Regions from separate parts of the Arachis hypogaea genome. Here region 1 is linked to region 2. Evidence: chromatin contacts called from public Hi-C data. All regions are on one chromosome and are shown on one strand. The core of a region is the stretch at or near the end of the contact, and the rest is flanking DNA. Distances in the headings are between cores, read along the strand shown. Region 1 holds the start of LOC112752090 (large ribosomal subunit protein uL13w). Region 2 has its middle 11 kb from the start of LOC112752057.

The links. Hi-C and Micro-C count contacts between places; a contact is called where the count stands out from the background.
Region 1: a Hi-C map of an unstated tissue shows a contact between it and region 2, with 4 times the contacts expected there. The contact joins the promoter of LOC112752090 here to the enhancer-like site in region 2. A contact is called at or near these places in 2 of 8 Hi-C or Micro-C datasets (leaf and an unstated tissue).

What each region holds. Positions count from the first base shown.
Region 1 is chr2:94,603,852-94,610,640 of arahy.Tifrunner.gnm2.J5K5, reverse strand. LOC112752090 (large ribosomal subunit protein uL13w) reads right to left here and starts at 1,907. Exons shown (of 3, transcript XM_025801488.3): 1 at 1,416-1,907; 2 at 1,242-1,329; 3 at 753-1,148. The coding sequence starts at 1,804. The coding sequence ends at 1,005.
Region 2 is chr2:94,522,488-94,529,190 of arahy.Tifrunner.gnm2.J5K5, reverse strand. No RefSeq gene overlaps it. Among protein-coding and RNA genes, the nearest start is that of LOC112752057, 11 kb to the left of the region's middle. Within about 2 kb of position 1,455, at least 2 of the 3 cell types and tissues checked have open chromatin away from gene starts, as enhancers often do.

The DNA of each region.
Region 1 (6,789 bases), core at 658-3,157, 81 kb before region 2:
GAAGAATTTGTCCTGAATTGACGGCAGTTGAAACACTTGACCATATCCTTGCTAATTTATACTCCCTTGATTGGGAATTGCCTAAAGGGTGAAAATGGAAGACACTGATACTGAAATATAACCATTTACTAGGACCTTACCCAACATGAGAAGAATCTTAATCAACATCCATGAGAGGCATCGAGATTTGCAAAAAATAACAACAATTTGGTGGTGGTCACAGGTATTGATGGTGGAGAGAGGGGTAAACTTAGTTTTGTTTCGGCGGTGTAAACGGGGACTAATTTGTCCCATAAGATGCCACGTGTTAATTGACGAACATAGATGTATTCTGTCATTGTTTCATGGAGTTTATTAACGGAAGGACTAATTTGTTTGTCAAAGACAAACCTTCGAGACCTTGAGCATCATAATAATTGGCCAGGGAATAAGAGTGTCTAATGCATAATAAATTCTTTAAGAACCAATCTGAAGTGCAAGTAATGATCAATTATTTACATTATAAAAATGCCATTTTTAATGATACATCTATTAGTGTCTCTAATATCTGATATCTCTAGTGGGCATTGCAGAATCAAGGATTCAAGGTTTCACATCACATTAAAAAATTTAGAAAAAATAAGAAATCCTAATTATAATATTACTAATTTCTAATTAAAGAAAATTTTAAATATTTTATTCTTTACATATTTTCAAAAATAAAATGAATATTTTAATTTTTACTCTATATATAAACTGAAACCAAACCAAAATTATTCAAAATAAAGAAGTCCAAATGTAATTGATACGAACCATTCTTAAATGCAATGTAATATAATCTAGGATGAAACAATAAATCTACAAAATCACATACAAAAATAGCTTATAGCTTCCACGATTATCAGTTTATCACATCAAAACAAATTATAAGCTCCAACGACAAATTCAAAAACCAAAACAAAAATGAAAAAGGCTGAAGATTCAACTAAATATACCTCAATTTAAAAACACTAACAAAAGCCAAATCAGTACTTGACTGGAGCAAGGATATCAAGTTGGGAACCAAGCTTCTCCTCAGCAACCTTCTCAGCTTTCACCCTCAATTTGTTCAGCTGCTTCTTTCTCTCGTACAACAAATGCGCCTTCTCCTTCCTCTTCTTCTCCAATTCCTGCGATTCCAAAATCCAATTACTCGCAAAATTCCAAACAAGTAATTTTAAACTCTGAACAGAACAACAAAAGATTCAGATTTTCACACTAACCGTGATGGTATCATAATAATTCCATCCAACTTCAGATGACAATCTACCAAGCAAGCAGAATTTGTGCCCCTTCTGAAGCCTCAAAACCCTAATTCCATCGATTCACCAGTAATTCGTTAAATTAACAAAATTAAAACTATGAAAATCGAATGACGAAAGAAGAAGAGCAATTACTTGAGAGCATCAGGGATCACCATCCTCTTCGTCTTATCATAAGGAGGAGGGATTCCCTCGAAAACCTTCAAGCGAGCAAGAGCAGCTTCGCCGCGCTTCGTCTTGTGAGGAATCATGCCGCGAACCGTGCGCCAGAAGATCTTGGAAGGAGCGCGGAAATGGATGGGGCCATGAGAGGGTTTAGTGTTCATCCTCTTACGGAGGAACCGCATGTACTTCATCTTCTGCCTAACGAGACCGCCGGAGATGCAGATCTCCTCGCACCTCACCACCACCACCTTCTGACCGTTCAGAAGCTCCTTCGCCACTATCGACGCAAGACGACCGAGCATGTGGTGCCGCGCGTCGACCACCACACGCGCTGCGCATATCCCTGAACCCGACACCATTGTTTTCTTCTTCTGATGAGATGCACGCCCAATTTGGAACCCTAATTGCTGCCTGTTATTTATATGATCAGACGGAGCAAGATGGGGATTAGGGTTTTAAGTTTGGGCCTATTCTTTGGGCTTTCTTCTTTAATTTTTAGTTATGGTTTACCCTCCTAGGCCCAAAAGGAAAGTAAAATGGGTAGTTTCTACGTTTCTTGTTTGTTTAGGTGGGAGTAGTTTGTGATTCAAATGGGGTGTTGGGCTAGTCGGGTCCCAGGGGTTTTTTCCAGTGCAGATCCGTTTAACCGATCCAATCCAAGAATCAAAAAAATAAAAATTAGTTATTAAACCAATGAAACTAGTGATTTTATTGTTTAAAAATTTAATTGAAATTCAACCGGAATATAATAAAATAATATATTTGTATAAAATATTTTTTTAAAAGATAATATTTTTTATTTTAAATCGATAAATCGCTAAAAATAAATTGGTTTGATCGGGATATCGATTTTTTTGCTATCAGCTGACAACTAGTTTAAAACTATATATAGAGAATCCATATTGCAAGATTATGTAAATGCTTTGATAATGATAAGTAAAACAAGTATTAGGATAAGTTGAGAGGATTGGATGCACATAACACAAAGTTCAATCATACGAGAAGCATAACAAGACAAGATCACAAGAACATGTCCTCTTCCTATTCCCTAACTGATTTAACTCCATCTTTTGGATGACTCAAACCCAGTTGCAAATCAGGCACCTATTGTTTCTCCTTGTGCTGCAACTTGACTTGATTTTTCAACCGTACATTTTTGCATATATGATGAATAACTTAACTAAATGAACAAAAAAAAATATTTTGATGTAACTTATTAGATCCACGTTTGGCGCAGTAGAAAAGAGACAAAATTAAAATGGGTGGTTAAAAAGGCTAATAAGAAGATAAAGCTAGAACAGAAAAAATAATAGAATGAGACTTATACTATTTATTACAAGAAAATTAGATCGCCAAGTAATTCAAGTAATGTTTTATTACTATTGCCGTCACCTCAAATAGAATCAGATGAGGACGAAAAATGATAAGGACAAAAATGACTATGAAAATTATAGTTGATGTTTTTAGTATTTTATTGAATATAATGTATCAATATATTTGTTTTTGTATTTAGAATTGACTACTTATTTGTTTTAGTATTTTTCTTTTTTTACTACTTATTTGATATATGATTGACTTGTTTGTTTATAGTACAATTTATAGTATTTTTCTTTTTTTACTACTTATTTGATATATAATTGAGTATTGTTTGAGAAAATCACTTAAATATATAAGGTTTTTTATTGGTGGAGTATCCAATTGAGTTACTTGTTACCTTTTGAAAAAACTTGAGGTAAGAATATGTAAGGTTTTGAAGTTGGTGAGAAATTAATCTAAGTTACTTGATAGTTCTAATAAAATTTAAGAGAAAATAATATCTAACATTTTTAGATTAATGAGTATCCAATCTGAATCTTGTTTGAGAAGTTAAGTGAAATATTAAAAGTTTTTAAATTGACTGCGATTCAATCTGAGTCAAAAACTATAGTCTGATAATTCTCTTTGCAAATTATGTCTTTTGTACCCTCATTTTATTAGTAAAATTCTCAAAATACTTGAAAATTGGATATAAGTATTTTAAGCCAAAATAACACATGAGGTGATATGTGTACTTATTACAAGAAAAACGTTGAGTATCATTGAATTTGCTGTCGGAAAAACGAATCAAATCTAACGGTAAATAGTTTACCATTGGATTTGTCGTCGGAACCTATTCGACGGAATAAACCTCGCCAAAAATAAATTACCGTCGGATTTATTCATCCGACGGTAATCTTCATCGGATTTAGCAGCAAAATATGGATTTTGAGGAAACGAAATCTGTTGTCACCTACCGTCGAAAAATTGTTGGCGCCAAAGAATTTGGCTTCATACCACCTTAATCTGACCGTACATCCAACAGTAATAACTTTTCTAATTTTTTTTTTGAAAAATTAGTTGGGCTGTTACCATCGGTATATTTCGATGGTAGATATTTTCTTGAATAATTTTTTTCATCCATGTATAATGTACTCCGATAATTAATAATTGAAACAGTGCTTTAAACTTGATGTGAAATTTCATATATACAAATTAAAAATACGGAATAATGGTAATCGAAATATCTGAAATAATGCTAATTATATTACATTCTTCTCAAAGTTCGGTAAAGAAATACATAAGATAGAACTATATTTACATTAACCCTATTCAAATTCATCACTTCTTCCTCTGGTTCACCATCCTCCTCTTCCAAGGTAATTTTCTAATCATTAAACTCGTCTTCTTCTTCATCATTGCCATCAATCCCATCTTTTTCTTGAAGATTGTCATCCTCTGGTGGTAGTGTGTCGGCATCTATTTCAAGGTCAATGATGTCATCATTCATAACAGCTGGCCTAAGGGTGATCGGCTCACCAGTATCAACCATCGTTTTCAAAGGAGTTGAGTCATCAATCTAGTAAAGTTCTTGACCATCTGTTCTATCATCAGACTCGATGCGGCCTCTTGGCTTAATCTTTAACCACAACCACCCAACTAGACTTGCATGAACTCGGATATGGCAAATAGTATACACGCGTACATTTTGAGGTAGAATAAAAGGATCCTAGTACCTATATTTCCTGGTTATTATATTAACTTTAGTGATATCATAGTCTTTGTGCTTTTGTATTCTTTATCGCAAACTTGGGTCATACCATTCATATTTAAATATGCACACTTTGTACATAGTGCGACAGAAATACTCTAATTGAATTATGTTGTATAACATACCAAACCAATCAGAATGACCACTGCCTGTATCCCCATGAACCTAAACTCCGATGTTATCTGTTTTTTTTCTATTCAACCACTATAAAGAATGGAACCGATATCCATTATTGTATATCGGGTAGCTAGTATTCTTATTCATTGGGCCCCAACTAAGTGCAACTAGTTCTGAATCTGTTGTGTCAGTTAGATACATGCTGACGTATTTTCTGAACCAACATGAAAAATTGTTCAATGAGGTATCATGATTTACCTCTTGGAATAACGTATATGATAGAATAGGATAAAGAAGTTTTGATTGGATTAAGATGTTAGTATCTTACTGGTTGCAATATTCATGAAAACTAAAAAAACTGACATAGGGTAAGATAAAATTTGGTCACAGTTAAGCAACACATGTAGATGTGCGGCATCGATTTCCTTCTACTCTAACCAATAGTTACTGTCCGCACCCATTGCAGCTCCTTCAGCAAAGATTGGATATATTGTTTCACTTGACGAGAATTCTCCCCTCTCATTGTTCCTTACAACCCTTGTTCTACGTAACTCAATATGAGGTTGAAAATAAAATGAGCAAAATGCGAATGTTTCTTTAGCTAGGAATATTTTGTAGATGCTGTCCTCAATCCGGGCTCTGTACTTTACGATGCACTTGAATGAACTAATTATCCTTTCAAATGGATACATCCACCGAACTTGGACTGGTCCACATAGTATTGCTTCATATGGTAGGTGAGTCGCTAAGTATTCCATAATGTCAAAAAAGGATGGAGGAAATATCCTCTCTAGCTTACAAATTATAATGGAAATGTTTTTGTCTATAACTGTGAGATTATTAATTCTAAGTTTCGTAGCACATAACTCCTTAAAGAACTCACTTATTACTGTGAGGGTTTTCAGATGTTAGTTGAAAGTTCTCTAAACGCGACAGGAAGCAAAGACTCCATGAAGACATGACAATCATGACTTTTCAACCTAGCTATCATGTGACATGTTTGCACACCTACTCAAGTTAGAGGCATAACCATCAGGAAACCTTAATCCTCTAATCCACTTACAAATATTTTGTCTCTGCTTCTTTGTTAGAGCGAACACTGCCCTTGGTTTAGCCCACTGCCCGTTATAAAGTCTTTTTAAGTTCAGATCTATTTGCCTACAAATATCCACCAAGTCTAACTTAGCCTTATCGTTGTCCTTTGTTCGTTCATCGTCCATTATTGTGTGCATGATATTATCAAACACGTTTTTTCAATGCCTATCAAATCAAGATAATGTCGTACCAAGTTGTCTTTTCAATAAGGCAACTCCCAACATATAATCTGTTTAGTCCAATTATGCTTCCTGCCATATCTTGAAGGTCTCAAATCTACCCCGTTATCGACGATCCTTGGAATTCTACTGACATGGTGCCAAACTTACCTACCACTGAATCTCATAGGTGCCTCTTCTTGTTCACTTTTATTCTTTTTAAACGAGTCCTTATTGCGCCGAAAATGATGATAGGAATCTTTGATGACAATCAAACCATGAATTCTTACCATCATTCTTCAACCAAAACGTCTTTGTATCCTCCATACAAATGAGATATATCATTTTGCCATGAGTAGACCAACCTGACAACTTACCCTATGCAAGAAAGTCATTAATGGTCCACATCAACACAGCTCACAGTTGGAAGTTTGTCTTCGTCGAAATATCATATATTTCTACACCATAGATCCACAACTACTCTTTTAACTCATCCACCAAGGACTGCAAGTAGACATTTATTTTAGCATTTGGATTGTTGGGACCAAGTATGATGCAAGTTAGGAACATGTATGGATCCTTCATGCATAGGATATAAGGTGTCACGATTATAGGCCAACAATAATACGTGTTATCGAAATTGAAATTCGGTGCGAACCCATCAGAACACAAAGTTAGTCTAACATTTTTGGGCTCGCTTGCAAATGTAGGATGGACCTTATCAAAATGTTTCCAAACTTTTCTGTGTGACGGATGCGTCATGATTCCACCATTTCTCTTGTTGTTACTATGCCGGTCATGTGAGGGGTCAAACTCATTGATGCATACAATCATTTCAGCCTAGGGATTAAGGGCAAGTAGTGCATTCATTTCATTGGAATTCTCTTTAATCGGCATTTACCAATCT
Region 2 (6,703 bases), core at 206-2,705:
TTTTGCATAGTAGATGTAAACATCTTGAGCTGGATTTGCATTTTTTAAGGGATTTAGTAAATCAAAAATCTCTCTATGTTGTTAATATACCTTCTCAAGATCAGGTGGCCGATTCTTTAACTAAACCATTGTCCCTAAGTTTGTTTCAGAAATACAGGTTCAAACTGCGACTTCGAGACAAATCGTGCCTCAGTTTGAGGGGGAGTATTGAGAGAACTGCTTAGGAGATAGTAAAAGAGTTATAAATAGGTGTAAGGAATGTAGATTTGGGGTTCTGATGAGAGTGCTTTTCATTTTACATTTTCAATAGAATTCATTGTTTCATTTTTCTTAAGAAACCTTTTCTATTCTAGAATTCTCTTCTTCTCAATTTCTTTCTGTTTTGGGTTCACTGCAGAGGAGTTTTCTAGGGTTTTCAATTCCTCTTTTAAAGACTATAAGAGCTACTGATAATCACTTACTTTACTAATATACTAAAAATGTATCTTTCAGGATATTTAATAAGTTGCATTTGAATTTTATTTTTGAAACAAAAATACAAAAATCAAATAGAAAGCAAGAGACGGATTTTCGGTCTCAACTCTCAGAAAGTATCTTTCAAAGTAAATTTCTAAAGTGATTTTTGAGATTAATATCGTACATTAAAATAATTTTTAAAATTTTTTATACCAATTATATTCTTAAGATTGATAAAAATGTATTATATTAATTTTTAACTCAGTTTATGTTAACGACGCACTGACGCAACTTAATGACATTTAATTTATAAAAAATAGCTCCTTTAAAAATATTGAAAAATTTAAATTTATAAAAAAATTTAAAAAAATTAGTGAAAAGACTAATTTGGTGTATGATATTTAATTTTAAGGATTAAAATGAGTTATTTAGAGCAAAATTAAAGACTAACTTAGGATATCTACAATGATGACATAACGAATGATACATGGACAAATAATATTATAATATGTGATATAAATGACACATGGTCAAATATTATTGTGACATGTAATTCAGCCATTCATGTCAGCATATCGGATCTTATTAATCAACCCATCATCACACTATTACACGTAATTAAACAATAATGTGACACGTGACATTAACGATGCACATCATCAAACTATGTCAATATATAATTAACAAAAAATAGGTGAGAGACTAACATAATGTATTTTTGTTAATCTCAAAAATATAATTAATATAATTAAAATCTTAAAAGCTATTTTAGTACACGACTCCGATACGAAAAAATACCTTAGGGAATTTAGTCATCTCTGACAATATCCCAACGTAATGGTGTCAATCACAAACTTGGATCACAGAATGTTTCCAATGTCCTATTTACAAGTTTATATGCTTTTCACAAATTAAGTCCAAAATAGTTAACCCAGTAACTAACATTTTAGGTAAACCCAAATCTTTTTCTGATTTTCACAATAAATATTGGGTCAACCCGATAGTTTCAAGGTCACTACGGTACCGAATTGATATTTTTGGGTGAAAATTTTGAGCCCACCAAGGCCAGACCCAAATTCCCAAATATTCCACAAAAGAGTTTCAGGACCCCCAAAAAAGAGTTCAGAATATTATTCCAGAAAAAAAAAAATTGCTTATCAATTTTTTTAAAAAAAGAAATCCTCAATCATAATCAAATAATAATAATTAAAAATAAAAACAAATTAAAGTATCTCGGGCAACAAAACTCCTTTCATTAGATAAATAAATCTTAATTTTTTAATATTCGTCGATCAAAACTAACAATTAATTTTGAGAATAAAAGAGTAGTCATAAACTCCGTTATATATACATAATTCAAAAATAAACTTTTTCATTTTTTTTCAATTATTTTGTCAAATATAATCTTTTACCATTTAACATCTTCTCCCACATTTTTTTTTCACACTTAAAAAATATATAATAAAAAATTACACTGAAAAAAACAATTAAAAAAATTAATTCCCCACATAATATTTAAACAATCCAAAGTACTAGAGGCAGAACAGCTAACCAGCGCATTTGCAGCTGCCGAAGGAGACAGTATGGTACGATTTTTTAATCTATTATTCTTTTTTGTTTTATTATATAATAATTAATAATAAGAATAAGAATGCATAGTTTTTGAATTTGGTGGTCAAACTTCCATTGTTACGCTTAACCTGCGTTTGAATGTTGGGTCTTGAGGGTGTCTTTTCCAGAGCAATAACACTTACACATATTTGGTTGCACTGCACCATGTAGTGTCATGAGAGACACAAAAACAAGATTAGAAGGTGCCATTCAGAATAATAATGTATATGCATATATATCCTTACAGATTCTATATATTTATTAGGGTTTATTTTCTGGTGCAGTATCATGTTCATCATCTCTTCACAAATCAGTGAATCATAGAAAGAAGATTTGCATGATGTTGATGTTTCAACTTTTTAATTTGAGTCACTGGAGAATGTCAAGACAAAATACGTAACAGTAAGAAGCTAATGTTTCACTTCAATCTTAACATTAAACCAAGATTTATACAATATATATATATATATATATATATATATATATATGATGAGTGGATCAAATATTTGAGTGATTCAATTACTAATAATAGTAATCATCGTAAGTTAATTTTGAAAAGAGACAAAAGAAAATCAATCCAAAGGTCAAGTTTTTATTTAGTATTTATTAATTATTATTAAAATAATTACATAACTTTTATGAGAAAATAATAAATAAATTTTTGAACTTTTAATTTGAGGACATTGATTAATTAAAAATATAAAAATATTTATCACATTTTAAAATGTAAAACATTTAAATCTTTTTAAAAGTTTATTTATTCTCATATATTTTGAATGGAGAAATTCGACATTTTAAAATGTGAAAAATATTTTGTATTTTTAATTAGTTAAAAATTTATTTGTATTCAAGTTAAAAAATCAAAAAATTATTTGTCTTTTTTTCTTTTTGATATAATAAATATATATCTATAAATATCATATACGTAAAATTATGAAGGTTATGTACTTATGTTAAATAAGATTATTTTAGTTATTAAATTTTTAGTATTACTGTTAATTTTGCGGGGTTATTAAATTTCGGTAAAATTTACAAATTTTTATTTCATTTCCTGAAGTGATATATGGCTGTCATGAGAATCTATGCTTCAGTTGGAATTCTACTTGACACGTTAGTATTTAATATGAACAAGCTAATAATATGAACTAAAATAAAATATTTTCTCATTTTTTATAGACTACAACAAAAATATGAATCAAGGCAAAGAAAAAGAAATCAGAATATTACAAAGACTGAAATGTATTAAACTCTAAATTTTAATATCATTTGTCTAATTTATTTATCATAATAAAAATAGTTGGCTGGAGAAAAAAAGCATTGATCCATTGAGCATTATTCATAGTTTTAAACCATAATTATAGAGTGATTATAGAACAAATTATGGTCATGATTTAAAATTATGGCTTAAATAATTGATAAAAAGAATGATAACATTTAATTATACATGGATCCGTGATACACAAATTCTGGCTACATTTAATTTACACTATGGAGTTTGTTATATATTCATAAGTAATAATAAGGTAATGTAATTCCTAAATGTGTATGTGTAGTGACAATCAAATAAAATTTTGTACCTTGGGATCAATAATAACGATGTTAACATTTGCATGTCATGCCAACGTATGTTTTAATCTCTGAGAATTTGCAATTGTTTTCTAACATTGACCTTGTCTTTTTTTCTGTCTCTCTTACTACAATATTATCATCGATCAAATTGATCAAATTATGTGGATAACGATCTTCTATTATTTATATTCTTGGCGTTTCTTAGAAACAAAACATACATGAATTTTAAGTCAACAACATACATGGTTCCACATGAAGCGTGTGTATGTGCATTCATTGTTCTAGGTATTTGCTATTATGTTTAAAAAATTATTATAAAAAAATAAAATGGGCGAAAATTCAGCACCAAATTACTGATACCAGAAAATTGGCCTTGAATGTATATGCTATGAACTAATCAAGTTGTGTTTGCATATCTCTAAGCTATCTTAGACTAGTATATATATATATATATGATGAATGTTACCGTATCCTCTCTAAAGTAACATGTAAGTTACCTTCTCTGATGTGTCACATTTTAATTGGGTGTTTATTTTAACCTGAGTTACCTTCTCTACTCTTTCGTCGTTGTTGCTCCTCCCAAGCATCACCGTCTCATTGATGTTCCGTTTTCTCTTCCCAAATCATTCTTCTAGAAAAGGTACATTTGTCGTCCTCATTACGCCTCCCAAGAATCACCGTCTCATTGGGTGTCTTGTTTTCTCTTCCCAAATCATTCTTCCAGAAAAGTATTCCAACTCTCTCTAATTGCGTTTACTCCTCCCCATTCCTTTGTCGTCGTCGTTGTGTCTCCTAAGTATCACCGTCTTATTAGCCGTTACCGTCTATTATTAACTCTCATGAGATTAAAGTAACTCAGGTTAAAATAAACACCCAATTAAAATATGACATATCAGAGAGGGTAACTTACAAGTTACTTTAGAGAGGGTAGGGTAGCATTTACCTATATATATATATATATATATATAATTGTGTATCATCAATACAAAATTACGATTCAGAAGTGTTCTTTCAGTTTTCTTTCCATTTTCTCTTTCTGTTACAACTTCTATTATTCATCATAAATCTTATATTATTAGAGAATCAAGAAGATTATTCTTGATCCATATTCAAAACCTTCATCTTTATGGCCGAAACATTTAGAATTTTATTCTTGTTAAATTTTAACAGAAAAATTTTTTAGTATAAAACAAAAATTAAAAAATATATGTAAAAATTTAAGTAAATAAAAAAAATTTTCCTTGAAAGACAAACGTGTTATACATATATTCTTATCATTTTAGATTTTATGACACAACTGCCTAAGACATGTCTATTATTATTGGTTATTATTTATTGCTTTCCCTTTAAATTTTTAAGATGCGTTAAATCTATTTCACTATTTTTATTAATTATTTGGATCACTTTTATTATGAAGTATGAACGTTGTTTCCATTATTTAACATTGTAATTTTAATTTTAATGTATTAATAATACAAAATATTATTTACAATTATTTAATTATATTTTTTTAATAATTATTTATACAATTAATATAAAAAATAATTATTTTTAGTAATATGATACTGCATAACTAAATATACATATACAATTCCTTTAAATAAAATTAGTTTATAATAACAATACATCAAAATTAAATTTTTATTTTAAACCATCAAAGAGAATAATTGAACAAAAAGTCAAGAACAGAACCTAACTCCGTATTCTCCTTCTTTATTTCTTTCTTTCTTTTTCTTTTTTTTTTTAAATTTTTGTTAGGGATGCTGGGCGTACCCTATGGTGGTGTTAGAGTCAGGATTAAGGCCGCCGTAGGGCACAACCCCGGGATTGTGTCATGTGCCCCTTTTCAATGCTCTTACAATATCTTTGTCAGGATTTTTTCTCTTTTTTTTTCCCTAGAAAATGACTATTAACATTCTCAAATTGGTAATGTTTTATCTCCAATTTGGATTTTTTTTTTAAAGTAAAATTGGATAATAATATTACTTCAATATAAAATATATTTATTACAAATTTCTTATTAAATTAAAATAACAAGATTCAATTATTTTATAAAAAAATTAAAATATAAATATAAAATTGTAATGTATCTATTATATATTTATTAAAATTAAAATTTTAAAATTGATGACCGAAGAATTAAAATTAAAATTCCAGTGTTCACTTATTTTTTGAAGAAAACTTGATGTAACTAATAAATTTGGCGCTAGCTGTCCCATCAAATTAGGGTAAGGAGTAAGGACCAACGTCCTAGATTTAGGGAGTATTTAATAGCGATTTAATTATTAGATTGGACTTTGATGTTTTTTTAAAGGAACTTGGATGTTAATAAAAAGGGTAAGACTTTTTTTTTTTAATAAATATAAGTACGATATAGGAAATTGATCATATATAAAATCTCATATGTTATGTTAAAACTCTATCCCCAGGGGAAAAAAAAACAATGATATATAATTGACAAAAAGAAATTTAGAAAATTATTAAGAAATAAACAAATAATAGAAGGTAATATGACTTATTAATATTCAAGAACTTAGTATTTTATATTGTACAATTCTAAAGAATAAAATAAATAAGTTTCGCAGCTCTAATATTTTTACTTAAATCTATTTTAAAAATGTCATATGGTGTCATAATTTCCACTCATGCTCTTGAGTTCTCAGGTTGAGGAGCTAAAACTGGAAGGTTTATGCCACGACTAGCCAGTAGTGACGTTCAAATTTTTTGCTTCGAATAAAAGTTGGAAGAATATGAATATAATTTTGATTCAAAAATTCAAGCCTAGAGCAATTATTGACCTAATTATTCAGGGAATATAAATTGTTAGATAAACTTAACATAAATAATTATCTTAGAGGCAAAACACATCGCAAGTACTAGACGAAAATGAGTATATTTTTATTTTAAAAAAAATTTATAAATTACTTTTTATACTCAATAAATAAATTAATAATTGTTGAACGTATTCTCTTATAATTACTAACATTAAAAAAAAATACTTAACTACTATTTTGATTATAAGTGACAATTAATAATTATTTATTATAATAATCATTTTTATAAAAAA